2 separate regions of the Danio rerio genome follow, and region 1 is linked to region 2. A link is a contact called in public Micro-C data. All regions are on one chromosome and are shown on one strand. The core of a region is the stretch at or near the end of the contact, and the rest is flanking DNA. Distances in the headings are between cores, read along the strand shown.

The links. A called contact is a pair of places that touch in the nucleus more often than the background predicts.
Region 1: a contact with region 2 is called in a Micro-C map of caudal fin, with 5 times the contacts expected there. The contact joins the enhancer-like site here to the promoter of LOC567816 in region 2. A contact is called at or near these places in 3 of 18 Hi-C or Micro-C datasets (caudal fin, embryo and an unstated tissue).

The regions. Positions count from the first base shown.
Region 1 is chr15:24,365,194-24,372,531 of GRCz12tu, reverse strand. It overlaps si:dkey-103g5.4, which reads right to left. Exons shown (of 31, transcript XR_012390829.1): 10 at 6,237-6,376; 11 at 5,712-6,013; 12 at 3,197-3,354; 13 at 2,670-2,897. Among named protein-coding and RNA genes, the nearest start is that of si:dkey-103g5.4, 21 kb to the right of the region's middle. Within about 2 kb of position 2,826, at least 11 of the 62 cell types and tissues checked have an H3K27ac peak or open chromatin away from gene starts, as enhancers often do.
Region 2 is chr15:24,323,407-24,331,088 of GRCz12tu, reverse strand. LOC567816 (zona pellucida-like domain-containing protein 1) reads right to left here and starts at 5,164. Exons shown (of 11, transcript XM_691119.9): 1 at 5,126-5,164; 2 at 3,490-3,614; 3 at 3,190-3,416. The coding sequence starts at 3,577.

The DNA.
Region 1 (7,338 bases), core at 1,577-4,076, 44 kb before region 2:
TGGAAGTTGTGACAGTGTTCCCATTTTAAGCCAAATTCCCTAGCTGCGTCCCAAATGGCACACTATACACTATGCACTCATGCACTATGTACTTATGCACTTACACACTCAACAGGATAGTATATGTATGTAGTGTTGTCCCAAATGGCACACTAATGTTTTTTTACTAAGCGGAAATTCAAACCGTTTCCCTGATGATGTTTGACTGTTGCCAAATCAGTGAAATAAACGACTGAATTATCAAGTAATACCTGCCGTGAGTATTGCCGCATTTACCATCGGGAGGCGCAATAATCACTCTCGTAGGAGAATTTTGCTTTCACCATCCAAAATAAATAAAGTTATTCAACATGTGCTTCCGATCGCTCCGCCCCTTCCGCTACGTAAGCAAACCTGCGGTCGTTAAGTGCGTGAAGTGTCCATCATTACACACTTCATTTTAGCGGCTGAATGAGTGCATCATCCGGGTAATTAAAGTGCACTTATTATTTTGAGAGTTTTCAATGTGAACACACTACTTACACTATTCATACTACAAAATGGCGTAAAATAGTGCATAAGTATGCGATTTGGGACGCAGCTCCTGTCTTTCCTCAGACTTTCACTGACTTAAAAGCTGTATTTCCATGACATCTAATGAACGGAAAAACAGGTCGTTGTTGTGCTTATATATCAATAATATAATATATTAATATAATATATACATTGCTCAGCATAACTAAGTACAATCCATTTAAAAAATGAATATATTTATCCATCTCTCAGTGAATACAGGCAATGTATTTTGGTGCATTTAAACAAAAATATTTAATTCAAGCAAAATATTGCAAAAAAAAAAAAACTTTAACTGTTATGTTTGATAAGCTCCAGATTTGGCTTCAGTACTGACTAATCTAATGTATGTGCTTAAATATAATATTGTAGAGCTTCCTACAGTATTAAAAATATTAATTTAAAAGATAGATTTGCCTTAGTTAACAGGTAAATCCTGGTGACTGGATTTGACTGACAGTAGATGAGTGTGAAAGGAATAAAATAAGAATGAGCTAAAAATCCTATGAGAAATAGCCTAAGCATAACATTAGACATGAAACAGTGCAATATAATAAATACAGTATAGAAAATAAAAACATTTTGATAAATGAAGTTTATCAAAACTTCATTTTGATTAATTCAGTTGCGTTTAACTAATGTTGGAGTTTTCAGAATTAGATGAACACTAAAATCACCAAAGAGATCGTTCCTATCAGCCAAGCAGACTTTGGTTAAATGTCAAGTTTAGGTTTACTTGGTGACTTACATATTTTCATTCACCTATCGGTTCCCTCTGATTTTAGAGATAAGTGAGGGTTGGAATTAGTGTTAGGGGGAAATTATAAGCTTTTCACTCATCATAGCACACGTGCTGTTGATGATGTGACAAAAAAGTGATTTGATAAAGTCAAGACTACCTTTCTGAACAAATATGGATATAGGATTAATAAAAAAATGGCTAAATTCTTAGCAAAATCACTGTTCGATGGACACCCTACTGTGAACATTAAAATACTCACTTTTTTATAACAGTGAGCAGGATGTGTGTTAAGAGGATTTCAGTGTGAAGAAAATATCCTGTGCTGAACTACCTAACATAATTCAATGTATATACATTTTAGCTTTAAATCCATGACAACATAAGACTTAAAATGACTTTAAAAATAGCTAAACGTCACAAAAACTGATATAATATTAATCACCACTGTGCTCATCAAAGACAAATGACCCAAAATGAAAAATGCTCTGAAAGTTCTCACACCATTTAAACAATACATCATATTAAATGACCCTTCAAAACGCTCCGCCCCCTCGGTTACTGTTGCTGTTTTAGACTAGGATTACAGAACAGAAGGAAAAGGACATTTCTGTGACCATAATGTGCATAGATAGATAGATAGATAGATAGATAGATAGATAGATAGATGGATGGATGGATGGATGGATGGATGGATGGATGGATGGATGGATGGATGGATGGATGGATGGATGGATGGATGGATGGATGGATGGATGGATGGATGGATGGATGGATGGATGGATGGATGGATGGATGGATGGAAATTTTTCCATTTTCATTATGAATTTATTATGTTGTAATCACCAATATGCCACATTGATTTGGGGCCCCAAAGCAATTCCGGGTGTAAGCACTTTTAGGGTATGGGACCCTAGCATTGAAACTCAAAACAATCTCTTTCTCTATAGATATTTTTTGTAAACAACCAGCATGTTAGAAATATATTTTAAGTGGAACCTTTATTTTCTCGATGTAAAATTAAATACAATAAATTCACACAATTTTTTTTAATAGAATACAAAATAAAAATAGCCATATTTGTGATTAGATTTTAATATTTGCATGTGCAGTACAGAAGGAACATTCCACTAGGCTTTTCATGGGGCCCCTGGTTTTAAAAAGAAGTAATATCATTGAAATCTTAATGGTTATAGTCAGATTTTACAACATAAAATAGAAAGTAAAAAAAACAAAACTATATGATTAATATAGGCTTCTTGACAGTGTTCGGGGGCCCCAATTCCCCGGGGCCCTAAGCGACTGCCTTATTGGTTAAGTCCGCTCATGATAACCTGTATTCATTTGTTTGTACCAACAAGTATTTTAGACGACTTACCAACACCAGCATCGGCTGTAAAGACAAGGGTGGAAGAAGCAGGATCAAAGTCCACGTTTCCAGCCACAGGCAGTAGTTTGCCAGTCTGGGGGTGCAGAAAGAAGTCCGGGGGCACGGGCATGCTGTGACCACTAGCCAGTAACATATGAGCATTAGAGTTGGGTTGAATGAGGCCTGTGAGGGGATCTACATGAACAGCGTCGCAAGTTCTAACAGATCCATCAGGGGCTGTGGAGGGGAAAGCAGTGAAATCTTTCTGTGCTTCTGCAGACTTTAATCAATCAGTCATGCCACAGACGTGCCAAGTTGAGCCTCAGAGGTTATTTATCAGGATTTGACCAGCATAATGTGCGCTATGTTGTAAAATAGCTTCACCTAGTGGTGAGGCTGAGCTTTTCAGGTCTTACAGTTAAACTCCACTAGGGGGAGTAAGTGCACAGTCATTGACCGAACACATTTTTATCATGTACAAAAATAACATTAGGCCTGAATTACTGTCTATAAAAAGATGTTTTAGGATGTCTCACCGATGACGTCTTCCCTGCTGAGGACGGCTCCAGTAGCAGGGCATAATAGCTGTGCTCCAGTGCCCTCTTTGAGCACAGAGCTGGCGCCTGCCCTCTGGCTCTCCACTGATACCATCTCAGTCATCTCATCAGCCAGAAGAGACACTCGCTCCACAACACTGCAATGCACAGAAAATACAGCAGGTCAGTCATTCTCAACCAGACGGCCAGGGTCAACCGGGGGTCTTTAGCAGACCACCAAGGGAGCTCAAGATGACTTTAAAGAGATCTAAAATAAAATAAGCAAGCATTAGCATACTTTAAGCTGTGAATCGAGGTATTTATTGTTTTAATTCAGCTCATTAATAAATCAGTTCCTTTTATCTTTGAAAACCTTGAGGCTGTCTAATTGACAACAATTAAATACATCTTTTACATGTAAATACAAGTTTTATAGTTATGGAGCACAATTAAAAACCACTACAGTTGACCAATTTACTATGCTGACATCACAAGCCATAGGCCACAGCAAAGAGATGTTTTTACCTTGATTTAAAAGTATGCAATGTTATAATGTAATATACATTTACATAATCAGTACTATACTAATCTTTTGAGAGCTGACACTTGACAGAACTTATTATTATTATTAAAAGTTAGTAAAGAACAATTGGACAAGTTATGAGGCCTTTGCGTATTGTTATGAAGTTAAAAAGGTTGAAAAACACTGCATAGGTTTTGAATTATGTAAATGAATTAACACAGCATTTAAATAATAGTTAGAAGCAAATTATATTTACTGTATGAAAATGTCGAAAGTGTAAGGAAGGATTTTTAAGAATATTAATACTAAAAGAAGTCAGTTATGTTCTCCAAGGTTGATTTCACTGGGAAATAGATTCATAATGTTTAAAATAAAAGTTTTTATTATAATAAAGTACTGCACTATCCAGTGTTCTTCAGAATCATTCTTATATGCAGATTTCTCATTACATTTCTCATTATCAATGCTGGAACAGTTGCACTGTTTAATAATTTTATTCAATTTGCATCAATTTAAAATGTTGCTTCAATGACACCTTACCATACTACATTAGTATATCCAAGCATATCCAAATAATGTTGTTTCATATGATCTCAATGTGTCATTACGACTCATTGTTAATACTTTAGTTTTGACTGTATGATTATGCATAAGTCTATGCATGTTTTATTTAACTAAATGTTTAATACTTTTAACTATCGTTATATATTATAGCAAAAGTTTTATATTATTGCAAATATATATATATATATATATATATATATATATATATATATATATATATATATATATATATATATATATATATATATATATATATATATATATATATATATATATACTGTAAATAAAGAAATGTAATGTTCTACTGAAGAAGGAAAGTCACCAACAATTTGGATGCTTTGAGGTTTGAGTAATGCAACTGCTAAACTTTCAACTATTCTTTTAATTGTCTATGTAAAAGCATGGTGAGGAGGTGAAGGGCAGGCTGTGGTACTGCATATCCACAGGCATGAAGTCAAGCAGCCATTGGTGTTTGTGATGGTCTGGCTATGTCGTGCCCTTCCTAGAAATCAAGGACACCTAGCTGATGCCTCTGATGCTCATGTTATCTGATGTACCTCATAAACACTGAAGTCTGACACCAGCAGAGGTTAAGGACAGATTGAACAGCACAAATCAGCCTAAACCCTCTGTACTTTATTATTTCTTACTGACCCCTAAATACTAGTGGTAATATATAATATACAATATCCAAAAGTGGTAATATTCAAAATACAGCTATGGAAAATAAAGCCACCACTTAAAAATTCTCAATTTCATTTGAGTTAACAATTGAGTAAAATGCTAAAAACTTGTTTAATTCTATATAGGTTCTGATAACATTTCAGATTAAAACTGTAATTTTAGAGGTTTTTTTTTTTAAAACAAATGACAACTGATGTAAAATATTAATGTATAACATAAATTTCTTAATTCTTCTGAAGTCATAAATTAAGCTAAAATTAATACTATTATGCAAATTTTAGCTAATTATATGCAAAATCTATCTATCTATCTATCTATCTATCTATCTATCTATCTATCTATCTATCTGTCTGTCTGTCTGTCTGTCTGTCTGTCTGTCTGTCTGTCTGTCTGTCTGTCTGTCTGTCTGTCTGTCTATCTATCTATCTATCTATCTATCTATCCATCCATCTATCTATACATCTATCTCACTCAAGCACACATACAGTATGCGTTAATCACAAAACCAGAGAATTTATAAATGTTAAATGTTTAGTGACTAAAACATTATTTTAATAAATATATCTGTTTAATACATCTGTTTTGTTTAAATGCACCAAATACATTGCCTATATTTACTATACAAATATTTATTTTCAAAATGGGGTGTACTTAATTATGCATATGAAACATTTTCTGTTTGGCCAGGATTATTTTCTCCAATTCTGACCACCCCACACACACATCATCCTCCCCATGACATACTGTTGTTTGATGTATTTGTCCCAGAGCGAGGCCTGACCCTCGGCCGCCAGTCTGAGAAGCCTCAAGCTCTCCCTCATCCGCGCTCTGAAGCCCCTCTGCATGGCCTGCTTGGCCTTCATCTCCACCAGCAGGATCTGCATCTGACTGTCCAGCAGCTGAATCATCTGATTGGCCATCGCTCTGCGCCGCACCATCTCCTGCTCTACTTGCCTCTCCAAACCTTCGCCTTTCCCTCCAAACATCCTCCAGCCAGGGTGGAGCTCCTTCAGCTTCCCCTGCAGCCCCTGGTAGAGTTGCTTCACCTACATCGGTGCATGATTACTACTCAATAAGACAAGCTGACAAAAGAATGCTGTAATTCACACTTTACCAGAGGGAAGTAATAATTCACTACATACAGTAGTATCATCGTACTGAACAGTGAAACAAGAGAGACGGTTAATTACAACGGAGCAATTCAATATGGATAAAAACATGTTTGAACTGATATTTGAAGCTCTGATATTTGTTCCCGTTGAGTCTCACCTCTCCTTTGAGCTGTCCAAGGCGAACGGTGACCGACACGCTGTGCTTGAGCAGGATTTCATAGAAGGTGCTGGAACTGAAGGCTTCCAGATCCACTTGCTCTTCATAGTCCCAGAATTCACTCGATACCAGAGCCACTGCTGTGGGAAATAAAGGAATAAAGGAAAGGAATAAAATGGAAAATAATGGATTTGTAATACTTATTAATAATAATTTATCAACAATGAATAAATGGAAAGTAAAGTAAAAAAAACTAAAATCCATATTTCACGACTGGAATACAACTTAAAATCAACTATATATACTGTATACAGTTGAAGTCAGAATTATTAGCCCACCACAATTATTAGCCACCCTCATTATTTTTCCCCCAATTTCTTTTTAATGAAGTGAAGATTGTTTTCGACACATTTCTAAACATGTTAGTTTTAATAACTCATTTCTAATAACTGTTTTATTTTATCTTTGCCATGATGACAGTAAATAATATTTGACTAGATATTTTGCAAGACACTTCTATACAGCTTAAAGGGACATTTAAAGGCTTAACTAGGTAATTTAGGTTAACTAGTCAGGTTAGGGTATTTAGGCAAGTTACTGTATAATGATAGTTTGTTTTAAAGACTATCGAAAAAATATATAGCTTTAAAGGGTTAATAATTTTGACCTTACTGTGAGCATTTCCTTGCTCTGTTAAACATCTATTGCGAAATATTTAAAAAAATAATAATAATTCAAAGGGGGGCTAAAAATTCTGACTTCAACTGTATATATATAGAACCATGCATCATTTTTAGTAGCCAACAACTTGAAGGGGCTCTATTTTAACAATCTAGTCGCAGAGTGTAAGCAGAGCACAGCGCATATATATATATATATATATATATATATATATATATATATATATATATAATTTCTTTTATTCATTTTCAGAAAATGACAGTTGGTTATTATAACAAGTAACTTTAGTAATAATTAAATATACTGTATGAAAAATTTCGAAAGGAAAGATAAGTGATGCTTGCCATGGCAGATGTTAAAGTTTTGTTAGATGGTTGTTGTGGTGTATGATATATATATATTTATATAATGAGTATGTGAG
Region 2 (7,682 bases), core at 3,915-6,414:
AAAGCACAGCAAAAGCAAGAAGATGCAACCTTTTTAAGCTGAAGAGACTGATACCTACAGCTAAGAGACAGTCATTATGGCGACGCAATATAGTATTTTCGTTTCCCTCTTCAGGGAACGAGGGTTACTTTAGTAACCAGAGCGTTCCCCTTTGGATGGGGAACTCCAATGCTATAGTGGAATTAATCCACTTATGGGAAATGTCTGGAAAACGCCATAATGACTGCACCTTATCTCTGCCTTCGATGAGAGGTTTGCCAGGCAAGCCTGAGCGCACCTGCATCATAGAGAGGTGCAGTCTTCCAATGTGTTCCCTGGCCCTTACTTATCCCACTTCAAAGAAGATCTACAGTTTTAGATATACGTTTCGGGAGCCGCAAGCCTCTAGATATATTTCTAGGAATTTAAATATGACAATACGTTGGGAAAGTGTGCAGTCTCAAAGGGGAGGATGCTGTGGAGGCCACCTGCTGCCCAAAAGGGGAGATATTATGCCAGAATATATGGACTAGCCCTGAGAAGGGGGAGTACACGTATAATAAGATGGTTAGCGGAGAGGGAAGGCACGGGTCCACCTGTGGGGGGGGGGGGTGGGTTGGTGATGGGGGGGGGGGGGGGGGTTGGAGGAGATGCACCGTGGCTGAATAAGCATATGTGAAAACGCAGGCTGACCAGAGGGCAGACCTACAATGCAATGTGCCAGCGAGTGACTCCTCCACTGAGTCTGGGCTTACCTAAGGGGGGAACTTTACTGAGAGTGAAAAGGTGCAGGTACCTCCGTGTTAGGGAGAATGGCGCAGCAAGCATGTTTCAACACCTTAACTGAGTTGTTTCCTCAATCACCAAGGGTTACCTAATACCCTCGAGGAAACCGGCTCCACTCGTAGACTGTAAAACCTTGCAAATGTATTAGGTGTCGCTTGCACACGGCCAAGAGGATGCGATGCTCCAAGTGGAGTGCGCACGCACTCCTGCGGGACACGGCTCGCCCTGGCTCTGGTAAGTGAGAGAGATGGCTTTCTCGCGTCTAAGGACTACACGTGGAGGTTCCAAAGACCGGGGCGAGGGTGCCAGATGGTGCCCTATCCCTGAGACAGTAGGTCCTCTCTCAAAGGGATCTGCCAGGGGAGGGCCATCGCGAGGAGGGAGAGCTCTGACATCCAGGTCCGGTTGGGCCAGATAGGCGCAACCAGCAAGACCTGCTCCTCGTCCTCCCTGACCTTGCACAGTAACTGCGCGAGCAAGCTCACTGGGGAAACTCATATTTGCGCATGCCCCTAGGCAAGCTGTGGGCCAGTGCATCCATGCCGAGAGCACCCCTGGTGAGGGAAAAAAATCAACTGCCAATGAGCGTTTTTGGGGGAAGCAAACAGATCGATCACGCCCATATCATTTGAACAGGCTCGGGGTGGAGTCTCCATTCTCCAGGATGTAAAGGCTGCCGTGAGAGCGCGTTGGCGTTGAGAGCAGCGATTTAAGTCATGTATGACTCCAGAGGAGCAGAGGGGAGGTGCGCTGAGACATGCGGCGAGAGCGGATACCCCTATGCGGTTGTTATACGCCACCGTGCTGTCTGTCCTGACCGGGAAGTGCTGCTGCTTCAGCACCGGAAAAAAATGGTGGAGAGTGAGGAAGACTGCCAACAGCTCTAGGCGATTGGTATGCCAATGCAACTGGGTTCCTTTCCACAGGCCCGCAGCTGCATGCCAACAACACACAGCCCCCCAGCCCGTGCTGTAAGCATCTGTTGAACAACAACATGACTGGACGCCTATCCTAAAGGCACTCTGGCCTGTAGGAATGAGGAGATACAGAGGTGGCGCTCCTGGACCACTAATGTGGACATCGTCCTCCCCAATGCACACACAGCGGACTTAGTGGTCCGAAGAGCATAGTCAGTTGTGGTGCAGAGCTTGTGAAGCAAGCTTGAGTCGGACTCACCTCGTGCAGCTGGGCCAGCGCCTGCACTTGGTAGCACTGGTTGGTGCCATAGTGTGCAAGGTGGAAGCAGCCTGGCGCACAGGCTTGTAAGCTCTGGTTCGAGGGAGGCAGATAACCTACAGGCTTTGGACGGGAGACGAGGTGGACTCCACCAAGAAGAGGCACCACGCTGACAAAGATTGACCGCAATGACACGCTCAACTTGAGGAATCACCTCATACCCCCCCTGGCTGCTCCACCATCAAGAGTGGTGAGGGCGGAGAGACACGCAGCACGGGCAGAAAAAGATGCCCAACAGGATGGCGTGAGCCTACTGTGCACCTCCAGGAAGAAGGGGACGAGAGGCTTCGAAAGCTTGGCCCTCTTGTCCTCTACGTAGCACCCATCTAGTCGGTCCAGCCGCGGAGCTGGGGGATAAACCATCTCCAACCCCACGGCTGAAGCAGCTCTTAATATCAGGATTTGTTTTGACAGCACTCACCTGCCCGGAGGGGGCAAGCAGGTCTGGAGCCTCGTCGGACAATGAAAGCCCTTCCTCTGATGCAGCAGTGGACGTCTGGTCCCCTGTGTCATCGAACGTAAGGGCCTGGTTAGACAGATCGCTTCCTCCGCTCGAAGCTTGGTTGGAGTGCTTGGAGGAGTGGGAGGTCCGCAGGCCCGGAGGCAATGGATAATCTCCCACTGGAATCCTCAGACCTGCCCGAGTGCCCGCTGCAGTGCAGGGGACAGCTGGGGTGGTTCGCCTTTCCAAAAACGCACAGTCGGAGCGCCATCCTGGAAAAGGACGTGCTGCACGACTGTGTTGCTCTTTTAGGAAATTTGCAACTTTATGCGCACTGCTCTGGAGGATTGCTCTCATTCGCTCGAAATCGCTGGATATTAGCAGGAGAAGTCTCTGAAGCAAAAAGGATACCTCATCTTGCTTTCGCTGTGCTTTTATGCTAAATTGATTGCAACAAGCATCAGGTGAGCAAGCTGACGCTGCCAATTCCTTTGGTATTTCATTGTCCCGTTAACATACTCTTTTAGACGATTGGCTTTCTGAACAATAATCCCATAAGAGGATTAATTCCACTATAGCATTGGAGTTCCCCATCTGAAGGGGAATTATATTATTACATAATTGTATAGATTAATATATGAATCCATATTAAATAAGTGACTTATGTATTGTATTAAATATTTTATACCTAAATATTTCAATATGTAACAATTAAGAAAAGTTGTAAAATGCTGATTTCTTCAAACCTGCAGAGAGTGTCTGCAGGGGTTCTGCAGGCTGTCATTGACGGGCAGCTGGTAGCGGATGACAGGAGGGTTCACAGTGTTGTCGGGGGTACCCAAGCACAGGCTGTTATCACGTTGCCCGTTCAGTGCCAGACCACTGGCATTAAAGCCTGCCCATTCCGCAGTGCACAGGTTCACCTCTAGAGTGATCATATTGGTGCCACAGTGAACCACCAAATCACTGTTATCTGAGAAAATGAGAGGGGATATTAGTGTTCAACCAACTGCTCAGAAAATCAGTCTGATCTGACAGAGACTCACCTGGAACCCTGTTATTGTCTGAGGTGCAGTTATAGGAATGAACAGACTGCAGGACCACAGCCAGCAAACACAAGCATAAAAACAGCATCTTCCTGCTGTAGAGGCAAACACTATGACTGAATATCCTGTAAGGTTAAATAAATGTTAATGGGAGTTCTAATTGGTTTTAGGCAAGAAAATGCAGTCAAAATCTTTTTTGTCAAAATGCCTTTTTTTTTCATGCACCTGTCAATTTAGAAATTTTGGCTTTCCATAGGGTCGCCACTGGCTCACATCGTTCAGGATTGGTAGAGCAACACATCGATGAATTTGCGCTTCAGTGTTTGAACTCTCAGTAATGATTAAATCACACTGAACTGAGCTAAACTGAACTGAACTGAACTTAAACACTAAAAACTGAACTACACTGTTCTAGTTACTATGACCATTTATGTGAAGCTGCTTTGACACAATCTACATTGTAAAAGTGCTATACAAATAAAGCTGAATTGAATTGCATTGAATTGTTACTTCAGTCTTATGCAGGGGTGCCCAAACTTTTTCGTATGTAGGGCCAAAAACCAAATATCATTGATAGCCGTGAACCGAAGATAAATATACCAAACTATGTTACATTGAAGTTGTCATGGGTAATTTCTTAATTCATATAATTTTTTCATAATATAAAAAAACATAGAAAACCTTACTCTAAATCATATAACTTTTTCAATTATAACTTATTCCAACAAATACATAAACACATTTATAACATGGAGGAGTTCAATGCAGAATACACTACTCAAGCAGATACTTCCTTAATTTACTCACCAAAGCCTCTGCATTCTCCTCTATCCATCGTGTGTACATTTGAAACTAAATCTGATTAATTTACACCATTTAAATTGAAACATTTAATTTCAGATAGTTTTTGTAGTTTATACAATAAAACAAAGAAAAAAGGGTACATTAAATTTAAAATGACAATCTCCATTCTCAGGATAGCAGGCCAAATCAAAGGTTGAAATGGACCAATTTTGGTCAAAGTGCCATAGTTTGGATATCTCTGGTCTAATGAAAAAATATATGCAAAATATACTCTTTTTTTTATTTCAATATCAATACATATGATGGTTCATTCAGCTGTGGCAACCCCTGATAAATAAGAGACTAAGCCAAAGGAACATGAATGAATGAAAAATACATATTTTTAAAGGCCTATTTCTCAATGTTTCGAGTTTTCTCTTCTACACTGAGCCATAAATCTCCACTTCAGAAGCAATGATGCATTTAACTTCAGTTTTATCCATATCCTTATTCTGATTTTTTTTTTTTACAGTGGGATAAATCCATAAATGATTTGCCTTTATGTACATTTTATTGTACAAAACATAAAAAAATTTATTCTGACTGTTTGCAGTATTTTCTGAACTATGGAGTGATAAAAAAGATTACCCTAATTCCTCTCAGTAACAAGCTTTAAATAAAAAAAACAATAAAGCAAGACTTTTCAACCTGACTTCATCCAATATTCAGATATTTGTGCGAAAAAAAAGTATGCAGATTTTTTGCAGATTTTCTTGACCTTATTTAATTACAGTGTCTCGCCATAAAGAGAAAAAAACAGTAGATATAAATGTAAAGAATGAGTGTGTCATACCTGTGTAAGTCCCCGGCAGGTGAATGGACAGTATTTGAGGAAGGTGATGAGACTGAGAGTTGATATATATAGTGTTGGACCCCAAGCAGAATTTAATAGGTGCAGGGAGTGTCTCATCTGTCCTGTTTCTTTCAAGATTAAAACATGTATCCCCTCAGGTTCTGATTATTAATGAGTGACAGTGCAATTTGATGCATATTAAGTGGACACTTGTAAAAATTTTCAGAAACGTTGATATTAATGACTATTAAGGAATATGTAGGTGTTTTGAGGTTTGCATAAGTATAATCAAACTTATTTCAATATGAATATTTAATATTGATTCATAATCAATCTTAATAAAAAATGCTAGGTTCAACAACAATAATAATATTTATTTATGGTACGCTTTTCTCATACTTAAAGCGCTAACAAGAGCATCAGAACACAATAAAACATGAAAAGGTACAGATTAAAAAAAGAAACCCTCAGAAATAATAAGCAATAACAAAATAGCTTCATGCTCTTCCAACACAAATCGATTAAGTTAACTAACTAAATCAACTAATTTTACAAACTAAAGTGGAATGAAGATAAAACAATTAAGTTGCCCCCCACCTCCAAAAAACAAAAATTAAAATTCTATTGATTGAGCCCATTTTAGTAGTTCAGTAGTCTTAGTTTAGTAGTTCATTAGTTTAAACAAGTAGCAAAAATAATTTTGAGTGTAATATAAATATTATATATAGAATATTTAGTCATTATTATGATCATTTATTTACAGTGCAGTATGAAATAATTCATTGTTAATGATCTAAGTTGTGCTAACGTACTAAAAATAAGCAGTTATCATTTTACTATTTAAACTAACATAAAGAGGAATAAATACTATAAAAGGAATGTATTACTTGTTGGTATGTTAGTAAATAAGAACGTTATCAAATGTAATCTAATTGTAAAGTGTAACCATTTTGTTCATCCCGTGACATTATTTGTAACCATATTCAATGTCAAAACCTTAGAAAGTGAATTAAGTTTCTTTTTATGAATCATTTGAAATGTAAAATGTTGCATCATCTCCTGGGAATAGAATCATTATGAATACAAGAAATGTGATCAGTTGCCACAAGGTGCGAAACACAGGACGCCAAAAACTTTTGTTGGTTTGTCTCGCATGCGAGCATCAGCTATTGTCTTTGGAGAGCAGCAAACTCAAACACCCCTGCTAAAGGCTAAAGGATCACTTTAGACGGAGTTATGCTGATATCTGACAAACAGCTTTCAATAAAGCATGTACTCTACAATTGTTTGTGCCAAAAAAGCCCCTGAGCTAGAGAACATATTTCACATATTATGCTTCGAAGCGTCACACCATGTTCTCCACTATAAACTGAACTGTAAGAGTTTTCTGGATTCCTGTGTTTTTCAATTTTGTTCTCAGTTCAGATCACTACATATGATCTGCCAGGTGATGAAAAGTCAAGTACACACTGCAGCTAAATTTGATTGTCAGGTCACCCATTCTGTGCTTAATCCTGTTCTGTACACAGTTTATGAGAGCAACATCTGCATTTGTAAACTAAATAGTTCTTATACCCTCTGTAAGTTTCAGGAGCATTAACTGCATTCAAAAACGAGGGTGAGTTTTCTAAATTATCATTCACTTAGTGTGAAGAACAAGACTAAAATCAAATGATGCATCAATGTAGCCATAGTCACATTCAGCTATTTAGTGCTGTTTTTGACCAGATTAATATTGCATCAAACACTTGTGTTCTGCAGTTTGAATTAAAGCACGGACACACATTGTTAACAATTTTTGTAACTTACACGGTATTTAACTGTGATATAAAGTATACTGTAGGACTATTATGCAATAGAATTGCTATGCGCAGCCTTGGGCTGAAAGGGGTCCGGTTCAGGGACCACAAGATTTTATCTCTGTTATTCGCAGATGATGTTGTTCTGTTGGCTTCACCGAACATGGACCTTCAGCACGCACTGGGGGAAGTGGGGGGGGGGCATGGTGCTACAACGGAAAAAGATGGTTTGCCATCCCCAGGTTGGAGAAAAGACCTTACCCCAGGTGGAGAAGTTCAAGTATCTTAAGGTTTTATTCACGATTGACGGCCGGATAAAACGTGAGATTGACAGGCAGATCGGTGCAGCGGCAGCAGTAATGCTGTTGATGTACCGATCCGTTGTGTTAAAGAAGGAGCTGAGTCGAAAGGCAAAGCTCTCGATTTACCGGTCAATCTCCATTTCTACTCTCAACTATGGTCATGAGCTTCGGGTCATAACCAAAAGGAGAAGATCTCTGATACAAGAGGCTGAAATGAGTTTCCTTCGCAGGGTGGCATGGCGCACCCATCACCTGGAAGGAGCTCGGAGTAGAGCCGCTGCACCTCCACATCGAGAGAAGTCAGCTGAGGTGCCTTGGGTATCTATTTCGGATGCATCCTGGATGCCTAAAGCAAGGGAGGCGTTCCAGGCATGTCCCACTGTAAGGAGGCCTGAAAGATAACCCAGGACAAGCTGGAGGGACTGTGTCTCTCGGCTGGCCTGCTAACGCCTCGGG